Regions from separate parts of the Bos taurus genome. Here region 2 is linked to region 1. A link is a contact called in public Hi-C data. All regions are on one chromosome and are shown on one strand. Each heading gives the region's core, a stretch centred on a gene start, on an enhancer-like site or on the middle of the called end of the contact. The rest is flanking DNA. Distances are from core to core; before and after follow the strand shown. Region 1 overlaps MTOR (mechanistic target of rapamycin kinase). Region 2 overlaps TARDBP (TAR DNA binding protein).

Evidence for each region. Hi-C and Micro-C count contacts between places; a contact is called where the count stands out from the background.
Region 2: a Hi-C map of skeletal muscle shows a contact between it and region 1, with 5 times the contacts expected there. The contact joins two enhancer-like sites. A contact is called at or near these places in 2 of 11 Hi-C or Micro-C datasets (liver and skeletal muscle).

Annotation. Positions count from the first base shown.
Region 1 is chr16:42,464,013-42,467,280 of ARS-UCD2.0, reverse strand. All of the region lies in intron 28 of MTOR (mechanistic target of rapamycin kinase), which reads right to left. Among named protein-coding and RNA genes, the nearest start is that of ANGPTL7, 13 kb to the right of the region's middle. Within about 2 kb of position 1,295, at least 19 of the 102 cell types and tissues checked have an H3K27ac peak or open chromatin away from gene starts, as enhancers often do. A contact at or near this core is called in skeletal muscle, where this site is marked.
Region 2 is chr16:42,598,797-42,602,576 of ARS-UCD2.0, reverse strand. TARDBP (TAR DNA binding protein) reads left to right here. Exons shown (of 6, transcript NM_001046485.2): 3 at 17-180; 4 at 410-550; 5 at 1,183-1,353; 6 at 1,728-2,328. The coding sequence ends at 2,258. Among named protein-coding and RNA genes, the nearest start is that of TARDBP, 4.6 kb to the left of the region's middle. Within about 2 kb of position 1,961, at least 2 of the 102 cell types and tissues checked have an H3K27ac peak or open chromatin away from gene starts, as enhancers often do. A contact at or near this core is called in skeletal muscle, where this site is marked.

The DNA of each region.
Region 1 (3,268 bases), core at 46-2,545:
GTGGATGAACTTAGAGCCTGTTATACAGAGTGAAGTAAGTCAGAAAAACAACTATCATGTATTAATGCATATATATGGAATCTAGAAAACTGGTACTGATGAACACATCTGCAGGATAGGAACAGAGACTCAGACACAGAGAAGAGACTTACAGACACAGCAGGGGCAGGAGAGGGTGGGATGAATTGAGAGTAGCATTAAAATATATACATTACTATAATGTAAAATAGATAGCTAATGGGAAGTTGCTGTATAACACAGGGAGCTCAACCCAGAGCTGTGTGACAACCAAGAGGGCTGGGATGAGGTGGGAGGGAGTTTCAAGAGGAAGGGTTCATATGTATACCTATGGCTGATTCATGCTGATGTATGGCAGAAACCAAATAACAGTATAAAGCAATTATCCCCCAATTAAAAAAATAAATAAATTTGAAGGAAACAAAAGAGAATCCACCTACCAATGCAGGGGGCACAGGTTTGGTCCCTGGTCCAGGGAGAGTCCACATGCCTCGGGGCAACCAAGCCCGGGTACCACATCTGCTGAGCCTGTGCACCACCACAAGAGAAGCTGCCTCGATGAGAAGCCTGCATACTGCAACTAGAGTAGTGCCTGTTCTCCACAACTGGGGAAAGCCCGTGCACAGCCAAAAATGAAAAGCAAAAAGAATTTAGAAGACAGAAGCTAACAAGTGCAGATTAGGGAAAGGAGAGAAAAAAATTCCTATCTTTTCAATTCTGGTGCATATGTGCTAAATTGCTTCAGTTGTGTCTGGCTCTTCCATGGGCTCTATGTAGCCCACCAGCCTCCTCTATCCATGGGATTCTCCAGGCAAGAATATTGGAGTGCGTTGCCGTGCCCTCCTCCAGGGGATCTTCCCAACCCAGAGATTGAACCCACGTCTCTTACATCTCCTGCATTGGTAGATGGGTTCTACGTCACTAGCATCACCTGGAAAGCCCCTTTCAATACTGGTAGCGGGAGGTGTGTGTGTGTGTGTCTGTGTCTGTGTATATATATATAAGACATTTTTTAATTTAAAAAATTGGAGTGGGAGTTCACGATATCAAAATGATACTTTTGCCTATGTATATTCTGTATAAATGCATATTTTAGACATAGTGCTAGTCAGAGTGATGATATAGTACTGTATTCTGCTTTTTTACATGACACAGGCATTTCCCACTTTATCCGGAGCCTTCACAAAAACTTTTTAACAGCTGTGTAAGAAAATGTCCTGCGCTGGATCTTATGTCTAAACCAGTCTCTTGGGCACACCCTTGTGGCCGGGTGAGAGCAGCACTAGCTAAGCCACCAAGGTGTGGCAGGAGCTCACAGGGGATTCGTCCTGCAGATGTCTGTAGGCTTGCCCCTGGGAATCAGAGCAGCCACCCAGAGGATGGACACAGGGTCCAGCAATAAGCTGGACAAGCTGTCCCATTTCACTCATCACTTCCAGCACCCCCTGGCTGGATAAACGGGGCCTAAATGCCCTAGCACAACCAGCATGAGGCACTGAGAAGCCGCAGAGCCCTGGAGTGTCAAAGCACACGATTTGTGCTGGCCAGGTTTGCAACCCAGGGGCCTGTCAGAGGCGTGTTGTAAAAATGATGAATGGCTGTCACATTTCCAAGGCTCTGGCTGATTTAGGGAGCCACTGGCAGGCACATCACTCCCAGCGTGTCAGCCAGTTAATTACTTCCAACTTTATCTTTCTTGTCAACACTTCTTGACAAATTGGCCATTATCTTTTTATTCTACAACAATGAGCACTGCTTCTTTTCTGGTGAGGCCTGGAGGATTTTCTCCTCCTTTCTGCTTCTTCATATCCAGAATGAAATGAAGAGATCTGAGAGAGAACATTAGGGAGAAGAAGCTGTCAGGGAAACAGAACAAAGTGGGGAGGGTTGACAGACGGAACCCAAAACTTATTTTCAACTACTTTGACTCAAAATAGAGGAGATATTTTGGGTAAAAATCCATCCTGATTTCTTGGCTGCTGCGTGTCCAAGAGCTCTGACTCAGGCTATTATGTGGATGAAGTTGGGAAACAAAAATTAAATGAGCTGGCATCCAGGGACTTGGCAGCTCTGAACTCTCCTCACTTATAACTGTGTAAGGAGATGTGCCCTGGCCCTGTGCTCTGGTAGAGTGAGGCCACACTGTAGAAATACTGATGCCCGTTCTAGAATCGGGAAAAGGAAAATATGCCTACCTTCCTGGTAAGGAAGAGCTGACAGATGAGGACTACAACACACTAACTGAATCATCAAGATTTACAGCCAGTGAGATGTCCAAAAGAAGCTCGAGAGACCAATGGTGTCATCACTGACACTTTTCACTGTCACTGGGACAAACTGTCAGAGACGGCCATGGGGCACCCACTGTATTTCATCAGTTCTAAGATGCACTCTTAACATTTCTGAAATCATGATACAGCTTATGATTCAAGGTTTCAGAGTACCATGACCCAGCTTAATTGCCAGTAGTCTGCCCCTCATCATACAGGTACATAAAAATCAGAAGCACCTTTGCTAACTCACCATAAGAGTGGTCCCTTTAAATCTCTAGCCATTCCTGGGGATGAGCTAGATGCAGTGGAAGGGCAGAGGTTAACTACTAACCAACAGCAAGCTTTTCATTGTGTTCATGGGGTTGCTGAAGCTGAAGCTCCAATACTTTGGCCACCTGATGGGAAGAGCCGACTCACTTGAAAAGACCCTGATCCTGGGAAAGGTTGAGGGCAGGAGAAGGGGGTGACAGAGGATGAGATGGTTAGATGGCATCACTGACTCAACGGACATGAGTTTGAGCAAACTCTGGGAGATAGTGAAGGGTGGGGAAACCTGGCCTGCTTAAGTCCACAGGGTCACAAAGAGTCGGACACAACTTAGTGACTGAGTAACAACAGCAGCAGCACGCTGTGCCCTTTAGAATGGTCGTGGGTGCAATGGAAGACTCTCTGTCTTTCTGGTCAGCTCTGGGAGAAACACCAGATCTCTGCCCTTTGTATAGCTCCTCACTGACAGCCAGCTTTCTGTACTGAAAGCAGTTTTCCTTGGAGTTTGTAAGATGCTCTACAGAGGCAAGCTGTTGTAAAGTGAACCTGTAAGAAGTCTTCAGAGTGGCCAGAAATAAATTTAAGCTCTACTGGTGACTGGTGAGGGACCTGGCCTCTTGGGTAACGGCTGGATGTAAGGGCATTAAAGAAAAAGATGGGTTGAGAAAGAAAGATACAATCTGTACTCGTGCTCTGCCTACACTAGGGTT
Region 2 (3,780 bases), core at 712-3,211, 130 kb before region 1:
TGCTCATTTTGTTTAGATAACAAAAGAAAAATGGATGAAACAGATGCTTCATCAGCAGTGAAAGTGAAAAGAGCGGTCCAGAAAACATCTGATTTAATAGTGTTGGGTCTCCCATGGAAAACAACTGAACAGGATCTGAAAGATTACTTCAGTACCTTTGGAGAAGTTCTTATGGTTCAGGTAAGCTTTGATTTCACTTAACAGTTTTTCAGTGAATGAGCGTCCAGAACTCCTTGTTCTGGTGATGCTACCCTTCATGTTTAGTAGGTGATATTTTTAATATTTATTATATGTATGCGTAATGGGTGCTGAAAAGAAATTTGGTTTATACTATTTCCCTTCATGTGTGTACTCTGGGTTGGTTATATGTGTGTGTAGATTTAGTGAATTTAAATGATTTTTTTTCTAGGTCAAGAAGGATATTAAAACTGGTCATTCAAAAGGGTTTGGCTTCGTTCGCTTCACGGAATATGAAACCCAGGTGAAAGTAATGTCACAACGACATATGATAGATGGACGATGGTGTGACTGTAAACTTCCAAATTCTAAGGTACTTTCTCTTGTTTTCTCTGCTTTGGCCATTTGTGGTGACAAACTTAATTAAAAGACACTGTAAAATAAAACATTACAGTTGGAAAATGTGGCAGGGTGTGTTCTTGAAATCTTTTGTTAAAAGTCTCAGGACCTTAATGCATGGTGAATATTTTATATATTTGTTTGAAATACTTAGTTTATTGCTTCTCCAGAATAAAACATGATTCATTTTATTCTTTCTCTTGTTATTTAATGAATTAGCAATTTCTTACATAGTTACATGTGAACAGAGAATATGTGGATCTCGTTAGTGTTAACAAAGACAATTAGAATATGTTGATCTTGTTACAAAAGCCTTACTTATTCCAAGCAAGCAAGACTTGCTTATTTGGAACATTATCCTCTTTGCCAGGACATTTCTAATTCATCAATTTTCCTTAATCCAAATATACTTTCATCAGCTTTAAAATTAAAAGCATTGAAGTCTTACAAGAAGATGTGCTAATACAAAAAAGAAAGGATGTACCTACTTTTTAAGCACTCACCTAAAGAAAAGGCAGGTAGATTGTGTTACATCCTCCACCAGAATGCTGTTTTCATTGCTTGTAAAATATTTCTGATGGTTTTTCTTCCTTTTGATTTGATCAGCAAAGCCCAGATGAGCCTTTGAGAAGCAGAAAGGTGTTTGTTGGGCGTTGTACAGAGGACATGACTGCTGATGAACTGCGGCAGTTCTTTTGCCAGTATGGAGAAGTGGTAGATGTCTTCATCCCCAAACCATTCAGGGCTTTTGCCTTTGTTACGTTTGCAGATGATCAGGTATTTTTCTCTTAATAACTTTGCCCCAGTTAGGTGATTTCTGTTGAACATTGCCCTTCCAGCTAATTACCATCCTTACTAACTAAGCTCTCTGACCCTGTATTTGGGTCTGAATATTTGTGATAAACCCCTTAGGTATATTTTTAATATGTGACATTTAAGTGGGAGTGTTACACATCCTTTGAAAATGAACGGAAAAATCCCTGCTGCCATTACTATAAAGCTAAAGGCTATTTTATGGGTTTAAATGAAATAAGTGCTCCTTGCTGATTTTTTTCTCCAGCGTAGATGATGGCTTGAAATCTAAGTTTTATTGCTACTTTGTATGAATCAATGGTTTAATCTCCTCTATTTACATCCCTTATTTTTTATAGGTTGCCCAGTCTCTTTGTGGAGAGGACTTGATCATTAAAGGAATCAGCGTACATATATCCAATGCTGAACCTAAGCACAATAGCAATAGACAGTTAGAAAGAAGTGGAAGATTTGGTGGTAATCCAGGTGGCTTTGGGAATCAGGGTGGATTTGGAAATAGTCGAGGGGGTGGAGCGGGTTTGGGAAACAATCAGGGTAGTAATATGGGTGGAGGGATGAACTTTGGTGCTTTTAGCATTAACCCAGCAATGATGGCTGCAGCCCAGGCTGCTCTGCAGAGCAGCTGGGGTATGATGGGCATGTTAGCCAGTCAGCAGAACCAGTCTGGCCCATCAGGTAATAACCAAAGCCAAGGCAACATGCAGAGGGAGCCAAATCAGGCTTTTGGTTCTGGAAATAACTCTTACAGTGGTTCTAATTCAGGTGCAGCGATTGGTTGGGGATCGGCATCAAATGCAGGGTCAGGCAGTGGTTTTAATGGAGGCTTCGGCTCTAGCATGGATTCTAAATCTTCTGGCTGGGGAATGTAGACATTGGGTTACAGTTAGTTGGTATACTGGTGGGAATTCAAATTTTTCTAAACTCATGGTAAGTATATTGTAAAATAACATGTAAGAATTTTCAAAATTGGTTTGTTCAGTGTGGAGTATATTCAGCAGTATTTTTGACATTTTTCTTTAGAAAAAGAGGAAGAGCTAAAGGAATTTTATAAGTTTTGTTACATAAAGGGTTGAAATATTGAGTGTTTGAACGTGAACTGCTGTTTGCCTGATGGGTAAACCAACACACTACAATTGATATCAAAGGGTTTCTCCTGTAATATTTTATCCCTGGACTGTCAAGTGAATTCTTTGCATGTTCAAAATGGAAACCATTGATTAGGACTACATTCTTTTCTCCTTGTTTTAATTTGAACCCCACCATATGGATTTCTTTCCTTAGGAAAATCTCTTTGGAGATCATGGTGTCACAGTGGTTGGTTCTTTTGTTTTTTTTTGTTTTTGTTTTAACACTTGTCTCCCTTCATATACAAAAGTACAATATGAAGCCTTCATTTAATCTCTGCAGTTCATCTCATTTCAAATGTTTATGGAAGAAGCACTTCATTGAAAGTAGTGCTGTAAATATTCTGCCATAGGAATACTTCTGTCTACATGCTTTCTCATTCAAGAACTCGCCATCACGCTGCGCAGGCTGCGTCTTTGACGGTGGGTGTCCCATTTTTATCCGCTACTCTTTATTTCATGGAGTCGTATCAACGCTATGAACGCAAGGCTGTGATATGGAACCAGAAGGCTGTTTGAACTTTTGAAACCTTGTGTGGGATTGATGGTGGTGCCGAGGCATGAGAGGCTAGTATGAGCGAGAAAAGGAGAGAGCGCGTGCAGAGACTTGGTGGTGCATAATGGATATTTTTTAACTTGGCGAGATGTGTCTCTCAATCCTGTGGCTTTGGTGAGAGAGTGTGCAGAGAGCAAGGATAGCAAATAATGTACGAATGTTTTTGCATTCAAAGGACATCCACATCTGTTGGAAGACTTTTAAGTGAGTTTTGTTCTTAGATGACCCACGTTAGCTGAATGTGTTAAGTGAAACGATACTTGTATTTCCCTTACCCCTTTGTCAACTGCTGTGAATGCTGTATGGTGTGTGTTCTCTTCTGTTACTGATCTGTAAGTGTGGTAATGTGAACTGAAGCTGATGGGTTGAGAACATGGACTGAGCTTGTGGTGTGCTTTGCAGGAGTACTTGGAAGCAGAGTTCACCAGTGAGCTCGGGGTGTCTCAAAGCAGGGTGGAAGTTCTCATGTCTGTTAGCTACCCATAAGAATGCTGTTTGCTGCAGTTCTGTGTCCTGTGCTTGGATGCTTTTTATAAGAGTTGTCACTGTTGGAAATTCTTAAATAAAACTGATTTAAATAATATGTGTCTTTGTTTTGCAGCCCTGAATGCAAAGAATTCATAGCAGTTAATTCCCCTTTTTTTGACCCTTTTGAGATGGAACTTTCATAAAGTTTCTTGGCAATAGTTTATTTTGCTTCAAATAAACTTA